Linked DNA regions of Acanthopagrus latus: region 1 is linked to region 2. Evidence: chromatin contacts called from public Hi-C data. All regions are on one chromosome and are shown on one strand. The core of a region is the stretch at or near the end of the contact, and the rest is flanking DNA. Distances in the headings are between cores, read along the strand shown.

Region 1 (6,423 bases), core at 1,850-4,349, 130 kb before region 2:
TGACACCTAAATTACCCACAATGCAACTCAACTGCAGACAGCTTGGTCAGAGATGTGGGTGTGTTACGCTCAGCTATTTTAACCTCATGCTGTTAGCCTCAACCGAAGATGAGAAACAGGCTATGGATGTCCACTAAACTCACTTCTTACCAACTTTTCTTTTTTTTTTTTTTTTGTTTTCCAAGCTTGTAGCCATCAGCCCAAAGCCATGCTGACTCAAGTCACATCATTTGGGGAAAATGTATTCGACTTTAAAAGACTTCATACACATAAGCACTCGTACTCCTTAAGACAAATATACGAGTTCCCTTTCAAAGATAATCAAAAATCTGGATCGGATGTCCCCAAACTCAGGAAATGTCCAGTTTTATCAGGGTGCTAATTGATAGATAACAATGCACTATAATCTCTTTTTTTAATCTTATCTGACCCCCTTTCTAATACTATTTAAACATCACCTGATTCAATCACTACTAGGAAGTAAATAAAGAAGAAAAAAAACACGGAGACAAAGTAGCTTTTAGATAACATATCAGCTCGCATCCCTGAACAATGACCTAATCATCAAGTTAAGTTGGGGGGGCAGTTGTGGGTGTGGGTACAAAAATCTGGATGGATAAACTCACACGGATGTGCTTATCTATAGTTAGACTGCAGACCCATTGTTAATCTCTCACCTGTTTGGTCACATAGCTTCAGGAGGAGATGTATGGAGTACGCTGCCAGGCTGGACACTATTGTCAACAGGAGGCTGAAGAGGAAAGGTAAACAGAGTAGAAGTTAGTGTACATGTAGTTGTTTTTTTGTCTGATTTATCAAACAGGTCTGTAGTAGAAGATGTTGTGAGATCATTCTTACCAAAAACCAATTATTCCAGTACTAGCCATAGCGTAAGCTAGACCCAGTATACCGCTGCCCATGATTGCATTCATCAGGTTAAACACAGAGGAGACGAAGGAGGCTCCTCTAGCCCTGCTCTGTATTGATCCCTGCGCACACACACAAATACACACACACACACACACACACACACACACACAGCAGAGATAACATTTTGATAAAGATGTAAACAATGTGTGTGTGTGTGTGTGAGGACAAGGGAGCAGAAGAAGTCTGATTATTTTTGTAAGAGCTTTAAGAAAATTGCTCCTGACAGTATGAAGAACAACTGGCCGGCCCTGATGATGGATGTCATAAGACAACACTGCAGTGGCATGTAGGATCAGGCAATGGGAATGGGAATGTATTGGGTGGGATTTGAGCTGCTGGCTGTGGGACAGCTGCCTGAGCTCAGGATAAGGGGAGCTGCCCAAACTGCTTGACCTCTCTAATAGGGGATATCCTGGAGAGAACGAGTGGCAACTCTGGTGTCAGTGTCACAACAAGCTCAGATTGACCTGCGGGCCCGCTGAATCTGATTCACCCTGGGTTACAGTACTGAAAAAGACAGGAAGTAAACTATAACACCAGATGTAAATAAGGACCAGCTGTGATGTAAAATCATAATGCAGCGATCAAAATGAAACTGAATTTAAAATACAGAGAATTTAACTAGATTAACTAAACTAAATTTAACTGACTACGTAAATATGCACTGGCAAAATGATACCCATACAGATGTATTTATTACTAGTATATCCCTGTTCAGAGTCACAGTGATGCATATCCCAGCATGCATTACTGCTTATCTCACCTGGTTCCTTTTCTGATTTTTACGGCTTGTGTTTGATCCAGTTTAGTGATAGGATTAATTTTAAATAACATGTTGACAGACATGTGTGGATTCATTAATTGTCTTTACATGGCAATGGGTCTTTATGTGCTCAGTCTATGCTAATGTCACCACTTCCTTTGAGTTCTGGCCACAGGAAACAATAAATTAATGACACTGATTGATAAATCTAATCATGACCTGGTGTAAATGGCACCCCATTACTCTATCAGATGTCAGATTACTACTTGGATCTGCATTTTCCTTCTTCTGCATTTGTTAATGTTAAAACACTTAAAGACAAAATCCAGCCAAAATGTGCACATGTTTTTCGTATACTTACAAAATGCGTTATATTGACTTTTTATCCACATTATTTACTTGTTTGTTCAGCATAATTGAGACCGACTTCAAGTGTGCATCTCTCACAGTCAAATGGTGACGCTACTCTGCAGATAATGAATAGTAGATCAACTGACCTATGTGCCTATAAGGACTTTACTGGAATGTAAAGATATTTTCAATGACTTATAGATAGACTTATAGATGGATAGATCAAATAAAACCCTTTAAACTCAAACTCTTTGAGCTAAGAGAATAAATCACTATAAAAAGGTATGAAATCTAAAACCAGAATCAGAATTGATGAAGATGAAAAAAAACATGCCTCCCTGCCAGGAATGCAGTGAAGGAGGCATGCTGTTGTTTTTCTTGAGAGACCAATGTGTTCTCCTGTATCATTGTGGATATTTGTATATCATGTTGTATATGTTGTTATTACAGATCTTGATCCAGATGGAACATACTTGCACAGTAAAGGCAAAATAGAAAAAAATACCTATAAAAAAGTAAGTTCAGATAACATACAACCAAGGGACGTTGAGTGTAAAGCTGTCTACAGAGCCACAGAGCATATTACATAACAGCTTTTTTAAGGGCTGAGTGGTAATAATTATGAAGAACAAACTGGATATCTAACAATCAGTGGATTTAAGTTTGATTTGCACAAGAAACAGATATAAATACAGACACCTCTGTGGAGAAAATTGTTTTATATACAATTATTTCCTTTTTTTTAGAGTGGAGTTTCTCTGTAAGTGCTGACAGAGGCAGAAGTAGAGAGGAAACTCAACATTTTCTCAGGACAAGCACGTGATGTCTGTCATTACCAACTGCTGAAGCGCACATATTTAGACTGAAGCGGTGTTTCTTCGCTGTGGAAGACATTCTGCAATTATCAACTACTTACATTTCCTAATAAAGGTGTATTTTCGTTTCCCTCGGTGTCCCCGGTTCCGCATTCACTATACAAATCTCGGTTTGCATGTCCATTGACGCTCATTTTTCTTCTCTCGGAAAATTCAGGACACAAACTAAATTAAATAAACTTGCACCGCTTCAGACTTTCCGCTCCGGATCTCGTCACGACGCACAGCTGCAGAGTTATGATACCATCTTCTCCACAATCACTTTTAAACTCTCCTCTGATCAACTTATCAGCTGCCGATTGTTGTTGTTGGTCACCCAGGTCATGTGACTTTATTTCCGGTCGCGTTTAAGACGTTAGAAGGGAGACTACCCAATCGGAGATCGAATCTCTGCTCGGCTGACCAATCACCAGTCGGCTCGGGTCGCCTACCGATGACGTGGATCAAGCGTGCAGGCGACCGAAGGATGTTGAGGTGAGCTCTGAATGTGATTTCTCTCTAAAATAGTCGCTAAAATAACAATCAATTTAGCCTCAAAATGACCCGTTTTTGCTCATTTGCCAGTTGCGAAGTGTTTTTGACATCTGGGCTTCATAACAGCTGCGGTTTGTTGTTTCAGGCTCCTCTCCAGGGTCTTTCCGCCTCTACAAACACAAGGAAAAGCTGTCGCTGTGTACCGGAGGCTCTGCTCTGCCGCCACACTGCCAGTCTCAGCCTGTTCTGGCTCTGCTGTGAAGTTCATAATGGAGCCTAAACTGTACCGACCACCTCCAGAGGTTCGGGGTATGACCTCTCTGGACAAAGAAGCCTTCACACAGACCATTACAGTACCAGCTCTACGGGTACCCACTGGGGTCTTGAACAAGGTGGTCAAGAGCCTGAAAAAGTCGGCCATTCAGTGCCCAGGGATCCCCCGGGTGGTACAAGACAAAGAGGAGAGCAGTGACTTCCGTTTGGTGCTGTTGGACCCCCACAAAGTGTCCTCAGCAGCCTCCTTCAGTGAGGCCGAAGCCGAGGCTCTGAGGTCATTCAGTGTCCCCGAGGAGCTGCAGCACTACGAGCTGCAGCTCACCTACCACAACCTGAAGACCGAGGAGGTGCTGGAGGCTGTGCTCCCTCAGGGTCAGGACGTGACCTCGTCCTTCAGCCGAGTGGGACACATCGCACACATGAACCTGAGGGACCACCAGCTCCCATACAAGAGCCTCATAGGTGAGAGGCAGATAATGCAACAGAAGGATTGCAGTACAAAGTCACACACAGAATTGTTGTGTTTCTCCATCAATCTGAGTTGTTTTTTTTGTTTTTTTTAATTCTTCACCTGTCCATATATAAATCTGATTCAGATGTGGTTGCTATAAGCGACTGCAAAGCTTTCAAAGTTGTGTCTTTGAAAAATACATCTTGTGGTTAATGTTTAACATGTTGAGTTTCATCTCGTAACCTTCAAAGCTGCAGAGAGTTTTCACACAACTGTGCCACAATGTTACTTTGATGTGCAAGGTTTTTATCTTTTGATTAAAAGCCATGAGGTTAATTTGGTTGTGTTGAATAGCTGCAGTGATTAGTTGATTAATTGGTTAGTCAATTGAAAGACAATTAATTATGATAATTGATTGTCCTTATATTTGCTGGCTCTTTGTTATCTATGAAGAGATAAAGAAGAGTCTTTGAGTTTTTAAATATTGGTCGGCTAAAAATAAGTAATTTGAGGACATTGTTATGAGCTCTGGGAAATTAGATCTGGGAAGTTATTTACCCCAAATAATGGGCAGATAATTACATAAGGGAAACAATGGTAAAGTGCAACTCCGGTGTTGAAGCGTTACAGTGTCCCAGGTCTTCTTTAACAAATAGCCAAATCATCTAAATTGTGACCTACTCTCATGTGATTGAATCAAGGGTGAAATACATTTGATCAGTGCCTCCCAGTCTGGGTTTAGACTCTTGATGACCATTTTCACATAAATTACAGAATAATGTACAAGCTGCAGCTTTATTACATTATTTTTATTATGACTTTTTGTATAAACACAGATGTTACACTGCAGTCAAAGTATTTTTTTTTATTCTTAATTCTTACAAAGGTGAACATTTTCTGGATCATGGTTTAACCTAGAAAGGACTTCAGATTGAGGAAGTCATATTTAATACAGATTTTGTGACTGCTTCCATCATAGGTCAAGTCATCATGGACAAAAACCCTGGTGTTACCTGTGTGGTCAACAAGACAAACATGATTGACTCGACTTACCGCAACTTCAAGATGGAGGTGCTTGCTGGAGAGGAGAACATGGTCGCGAAAGTAAGTCACAAATGTGCTGTTATTTTGTGTTAAATATACACACACAGCATTATGAAGTTGAATCAAAAGGCGCTTCAGTTTACTTATCATTATACATCACAGGACTGTGCAACAAAAGTTGTAGCCTGTATATGTAGCTCACATTTAATCAGATAATTAACTGACAGTTGATATAATTTCCTTCATCTGTGCTGCAGGTGAAAGAAAATGGGGTGAACTACGAGTTTGATTTCTCTCGTGTGTACTGGAACCCTCGGCTGAGCACAGAACACCAGCGTGTGGTGCAACTCATTAAACCTGGTGAGACTGTGTTCGATGTGTTTGCTGGCGTCGGACCCTTCGCCATCCCAGCCGCTCGCTCAGGCGCCAAGGTTTTGGCCAACGATCTCAACCCTGAGTCCTACCGATGGCTGCAGCACAATTGCAAACTGAACAAAGTGGAGAAGAAAGTCAGGAGTTTTAACCTAGATGGGCGAGTGTTCATCCAGGGACCTGTGAAGCAGGAGCTGCTTGCGCTGCTGAAGGGAACCGCTGGCGTTCATGTAGTGATGAACCTGCCTGCTTTGGCACTGGAATTCCTGGATGCATTCAGGGGCCTGCTGCACCAGGAGCCTCCCTGTGATGAGAACCTACCCATAGTGCACTGTTACTGCTTCTCTAAAGATGACAACCCTGAGACCGATGTGGTGAAGAGGGCTTCTGACAGCATTGGATTCCCTCTGGAGAACCAGTGTTCTGTGCATTTTGTGCGAAATGTAGCGCCAAACAAGGATATGTTTTGTGTGAGATTCACAGTCCCTAAAGAGGTCCTCTTCAGCAAGGATCATGACCAGACAGGTAAGAAGAATTACTAAAAAGTTTAGGATGATTACCAAGGAACCTGGTAGAAAGTCATTAATTCATTTATCAGACAGGTAATTGGGTGGCTCAATTCTTTGTTTGTTTTACTTGCTGTTTATCTTTTGTATTCTATCTTACTACTTAATGTAAAGCTGACACAGTTAAATAAATTAATCAACAGACAAAAATTGGCAACTATTTTGATAATCTTTCATGCAAAAATGGCAAATGTTTTGTTTCCAGCTTCTCAAATTTCAGTTCACTTTCATACCTGATGAAAAATTTGAAGACCTTTTTGTTTTGAAATTTAAGAAAAAACAAGTAATTCAAAATTTCATCTTCCGCTCTGGGAGATTGTG
Region 2 (6,195 bases), core at 1,204-3,703:
TAGAGAAGAGAACCACACCCAGGGTTGACGGGATGAAGTAATTACACACAGCCACGCCGGCAGATACAGCAAACATCAACAGCAGCCTGTGAGAATACACACAAAGAGTCCTGATGATGATGATATATAGGTTACATTCACATTTGTCATTCAAATGGGACTTTTAGCACGTGATAAGGACTGGTTTCTCACACAAAATGACCACAATGTGAGTGAAAGATATCATCAGAGCCAAAGATTCTTTAATTTAATCTAAATGTATAAAAGAGATCTACTTGTATAATTGGTAACATATTTGATTATTTTTCATCATTTAGCTCTTGGCACTGCCAGAACATTATTTTTTACCTATATCAGCGCAAAACTGCTGATGTACCTGAGGTTGCTGGACATGGGCGAGCCCCCTAAACCAAACACAAGAGCCTGCTCCATGCCCCAGAGGAGCAGGGCATCCAGGGGAGGCAGGATACCGAGCGCCCACAGCAGAGGTAGGAAGAGGAACAGCACATGAAGAACCTGGCTGGCCAGTTGAAGCTCAGGGACTGGGCCTGTAAACCTAAATCAGAGCAAGAAAATTGATATTTATTGTAGCAAGAAGCTTTGTGAAATAGCAAAAAAGAGGACTTCTAAACTGTTGCTCACCTATCAGCCAAGTCCACAGCAATGAAAATAAAAATGTAGAGGGGCCGGGTGAGGGGGGTGATTTCATAAGTGTCCTGTGCCTGGAAAGTGGCCGTCTCTGTGGCTGTATTTACTATAAGAGAATACTCAGCTATACACAGTGTCACCCAACTCAGAACATAGACCACCAGGGATATGCCAATGCTGCCGTAGAGAGCCGTCAGTCTGCCAAGGAACACATACCATGTCCCAAAGCCACAGAGTACCCCGGCTAGGACTGTATGCAGCACCACATTGAGCCCAAACCTCTTCCCAGGGGCAATAAATCGGACCGTCTCCGGGCTGACACAGTGGGTGAATTCCACTTCCTCTTCATCGACCAGTATGTTGGGTGCACCGAGTCTCTCCACCTCGCCACTCCTCCGAGCAGCGTACAACGCCAGGGCCTGGACACCCGCTGCACCCCCGAACATAAGCATACCAGAGAGCACTGTGGCGTGGAGCTCCTGAAGAAGCTGCAGCTGGCAGAGAAGAGTACCAATGCCCCCAAAAAGCCATGGTGTCAAGAACAAGATGGCCTGATTGACGTAAACATATGGTGGGGCACAGTAGCCCAACTTGAAGCGTGGACCCCCCAAAATGGTCTGGGGGAAGCGCTTCCAGAAGAACTCCTGCTTGTACTCATTAAGAAGGGGCACATCTGGCCCCATTCTGACCATTCCCGAAGGGGTGGCAGGTCATCTCCACACAGCTGAAGGAGAGTGTCCATTCATTGTGTCACACACAATGAATCTACCTGCAATGGAGGAATTATTGATTATTATCAAGCAAACTAGAGATGCACCAATACCACATCGTCACTGTCATACAACAGCAGCACTAGACTGTACCTCTTGTGAGTAACATTATACAAGTTTGAGTTAAATCACTGATTACATCCTGCAATATATTGTCAGGTATTTCCTGCCTGTACATGGATAGCATTGGAATTAATGAGAACTTCTTCCAAAAAGAAAATGTCATTTCTTACAGCTATCGGGCAATACATTCAATACTGGGCCCTCTGCAATCAACTGAATATGCACTGATAACATTTTATGTATAATCACATAGGATTTCAATGTTCATTTTATTTCATCTCTAAATAAAATAAATTGTATTTCCAAAACCTCTGTAACTACACCAAGACAGGCATGTTTTTGAAGCCTTACACCGATGGTTCCTCCTAATCTCTCCATCAATCAGGTGAGTTAACTGTCTTGATATACGCGGATTAAATTATCGTTAGCACATCATACAACACGCTGATTTTTAAAGTTTAAAATAACAAATAAACCACGAATATACGTCTGTATATTAGGTTTGACACAAAATGAGCCACATGAGCAACAGCTGCTGAGGTGCCATAAGAACACACCACAGAAGCAGTAGCTTGTGGATGCGCTAACATGAGCTAACCTGTCCAGGCTCGTAACCGGACACATCGACTCATACCTTAAGTACCAAACCAGGTAATTCACGATAAGTAAACTGTTTTCTGAGCCTCTCTGAGACTCTTTACCATAGCTAGCTGTATTATTGTTAGCTAGCAGTCTTTTCAGCTTGATTATCCGTTAGCTTACTATAACTAACAGGTTAATAACAGCAGGTTGGCAACCTGCGGAGTCAACATGTGTGAGACAAACTTACCTTTAACAGCAGAACAGCCTACCGCGGATAAGCTGTGTGCAATATTTGACGATATAGGCAGTATTACGAGGAAAAGGGCGGAAATCGCCAGCAATAACATTAGCTGCGAGCTAACCGCTTGAGAGCCAAGCAACATCGGCATGATACACAGACAGATTGTACCCAATAGGAGTCGAGACAAGAAGAGAGCGAGGTTCCTGATAGGTTGAAATATATAAACCCCGCCCCTTACATCACACAAGCGCGCCCCTTCGACAACTACATACACACACGCACACACACACAAACCTTATTACAAATCCATGTGTGTTGTCACTTAAGGATAAAGACAAGACGGCGAAATTTTGTCAGATTTTTAGGGAGTTAACTGGGCTCAGGTATAAGTTGAACAGACACAAAAACATATAAATAAATAATAAAATAAAATGAATTATGGAAGCATTTTACACAAACACAGGTTTACTTATACATAGGCATAGATATAGTATGGTAATGACACTTCCATATGTGTTCAACAGCAGCTGCCTGACACACATTGTTCTATGTGTGTATCAGTAATGCTGCAGTATAGACACACTGTGTTTTACCTGCACACCAAACCTGGGACACATCAGCTGTGAATGGCAGGCAGAGGTGCACATCTGTTGTGTTTCCTGTCACGGGTTGTATGCCAACTGGGAGCAGGAGGAGTTAAGCGATCACACACTGTATTTTGGAGTTGGATTAGAACTGAATATTTTGAAGAGAAAATCATATTTCTTTTAGCTTTTGTCCGCATTTGATGAGTGGTAATTACACATATCATACACACTAGTGGCCCAGAAATACGATGGTGGTCCTCCAAATGATTCACTACTTTAAAGAACTTCTGGCATTCTTAACAATAAAATGTATTAAAAAGCCATTGAGTATCTATTTCAGGACACATTAGACTGCGGTTGTCAGTTTTTTTCTGTATTGTTTCCACAGAACAATGAAAAGACCATCCCTCTTTGCAATTATAATTACGTCAAGTGACACATCCCAATGGGTTGTTTATCTTCCTGATCCTGAATAATATTTCAACCTCTTTCTTGCCCCTATCTTTAAATCCTGAATCTAAAGCGCTTAGTTGACCCCAAAAACTGACACAGGATTAGAAATATTAATATTACATTCTAAATCCCTGTCAACGTGTTCTTTATGGGAAAAGAGCAAATCCTACAAGTATTCTATTATTTCAATATAATGAAAGTGATTGTGGTCAAGTGTCTGCCTCTCCAAAAGGCTGAATTGCTTAGAGAGGAGGAGGGCAAAAGGGAGGTTCATGAAGTGATCAACTAAAAAGGCCACAATATCAACACAAAGAAAGAGAATAATCCAGAGCCAAGCGGATTAAATTGTTGTTGTTATTCTTGAGGTAGAGGGGATAAGGGCAGGCAGGAGGTTGTGTTTCCGTGTCATCTTGAAAAAGCAATTTGTGCACTGTGTAGGACACAATAAACCATCACAACAAAAAAAAAGCCCATCCGCCGCGACAACATGTATTGCACCTTGTAATTCTCCCATGGCACCACTTATTTACAATCATTGCTCCATTTTTGTTATAGTTGCCTGATGAAGAATAGCAATTTGAGTTAAGACTTAAGAGATGTTAAAGGAGACAAACAAATGCAAATACCGTGAAATGAAAATGGCTGTTACCAAATTGGCTACAACATCAACAAAAGGCAGACCAACTGAAGGCGCTCTGAAAATTGATTCCGGTTAAATTTACAAGAAAATTGGGTATTTGCCTATTGTTGGGTTATTGTTACCTTGTTTTTGCCCTGTTAACCACATAGCCTGCTTTGTGTGACTGAAATAATGTGATAAATAACACACAAGTTCAATAATGTTATAAATCACACACAAGTCCAGAAATGAATAGCAGTTAAGATTTAATGCTCCTGCGAGACGTCTCATCCAAAATGTTTACACAAAATAAAAGCATTTTCCTTTTCCTCCTAATTGTCACTCTCACTACATTCTTTTATCTGTGTTTTCCCCCATTCACTTTCTCATTTTGTTCTTTATTCTAGGAAGCCTCAGAGGAAACAAATTACAGGAAAATGACAAGCGACAACAATAACTCAATGACAGATTTCAAGAGAGGCAATATGGCGAGATTGTTTTTGAAAAGAGATTGTATTTGAGGGGGATGAAAGATGAACATGGGACATAATATGCACCTTTTAAAAACAAAATAATTTATATTTTGATGATGACCTGCACTTGTTTGCCATCAGCTGCTGAATGTGGAGAGAACATTTCCATTTTTACAACAGCAATTCCAAGTCAAGTGCTAATGTTGGTGTAATTGTAACCTCTCCCAAAACACTCTAAAGTTAATACAAGCTAGTAAGTGTGTAATGCATATGGAGTATAATGTGGTTTGACCATTACACACACTGCACGTAAAGCTTCGATAAGCATCACACAAGATGCAGCGTTATCTTCTTCATCAAACGTCAATCAGTGTTCTCAGCCCTCTAGCTTCACCCACAACATCTACCAATGCTAGAACCAGAGTAGATAGCAGCAAAACCATGGTCCATTCAGCAATTATTCACAGAGTCTTGGACTAATGCTGCTCTGAATGCACAGACACAGCAAATGTAGGGGGTTAGTGGACCAGCAGTAATGGCCCCATACAGAGCATGTGTTTTTCTATGTGTGTGTCTGTGTGTGTGTGTTGGTGGGGATGGGGGAGAGAGCATCATCTATAACTGATTCACAACAAGCTCAAACATGTCTAATCATGAATCCAGACTACAACTGTGGAGACCAACTCGCTCACTTCGCCCCTCTCCACCAACCTCTCCGGCCCTCCTCCACCCTCTCGTTCCCTCCCGCCCGAGCCGGGCTCCATATCAGGCAGATGAAAACATAACCTGTCACATTCCATCCCATTAAACCAGCTATGAACCATGTGGTCTACTCACATGGAGGAGCAAAGAGAGGCAGGGAGGGAGACGGTGAGAGCAGTGCATCTGGGTTCACTCAGAACTGATGAATTATTCACAATCTTTATGGTAATGTCATTTTAATATTAAAAATACTGACAGATATGCAAAAAAAAGAAACATAAGCTAACGCCACACACAGATATACAACTGCACTAAAAACAGTTGTACATCTAACATATCCATACTGCACATGCTGTACACAAATATAAAATGTGTAATTATAATTTGCAATACCTAATGCATTAGAGAGCTCTCACTGAGCCCCCAAATCTGTGCATTAGAGTTTTTTTTTTTTTAATGTGAGTCCATCAGATGCCATTTGATGTCGGGCAGAGAAAGGTAATGACAGTGCACTCACTTGCACAGTCATTAGCCCCGCTTAATGCTGGGAATTAACACAAATTAAGTGAAGTTAAGTACATGCATTAGAGGAGCTTGTTTTGGGAGAGCTTTTCACTTTTTCTGCCTAGAGCTGGCTGCTGCTTCGCATGTACGGCAAAGGCCACACAACACTGAATCATACACACACATAGCCACATTCAGCTGATAAATTACTACCTACAGGGCAGGTGGTATATTCATTGAGGACTGATTAGCAGCAAGGGGGAGCTAATGGATCTCTAAGGACACCTAGTGGTCACATTAACATCACTGATTCAAATTGGTGGAGTTGAGGAGGGAAAGAGTACATGTTAGGAAAAAGTCAGAATCTCAAGTCAATACAAAACATTTTACATTATGAAAAGTTGCTGCAGAGAACAATTGATTTCTTTCCCTGATTTTATCACACGTATGCCAATGTTGATGGATGGGAATAAACATCCCGTTTAATGGAGGCTTTCATCACAATTATCAGTCCCAGAATGAAAAGATTTTAGTTGCATATTATAGGCTGTAT

The links. A called contact is a pair of places that touch in the nucleus more often than the background predicts.
Region 1: a Hi-C map of liver shows a contact between it and region 2, with 2.4 times the contacts expected there. The contact joins the promoter of slc38a6 here to the promoter of pcnx4 in region 2. A contact is called at or near these places in 3 of 4 Hi-C or Micro-C datasets (liver and muscle).

The regions. Positions count from the first base shown.
Region 1 is chr16:13,032,658-13,039,080 of fAcaLat1.1, reverse strand. It overlaps slc38a6 (probable sodium-coupled neutral amino acid transporter 6), which reads right to left and starts at 3,099. Exons shown (of 16, transcript XM_037071117.1): 1 at 2,961-3,099; 2 at 859-989; 3 at 678-751. The coding sequence starts at 3,053. trmt5 (tRNA (guanine(37)-N1)-methyltransferase) reads left to right here and starts at 3,219. Exons shown (of 5, transcript XM_037071116.1): 1 at 3,219-3,393; 2 at 3,539-4,131; 3 at 5,100-5,224; 4 at 5,422-6,061. The coding sequence starts at 3,353.
Region 2 is chr16:12,902,244-12,908,438 of fAcaLat1.1, reverse strand. pcnx4 (pecanex-like protein 4) reads right to left here and starts at 2,453. Exons shown (of 11, transcript XM_037072644.1): 1 at 2,311-2,453; 2 at 643-1,417; 3 at 377-556; 4 at 1-86. The coding sequence starts at 1,340.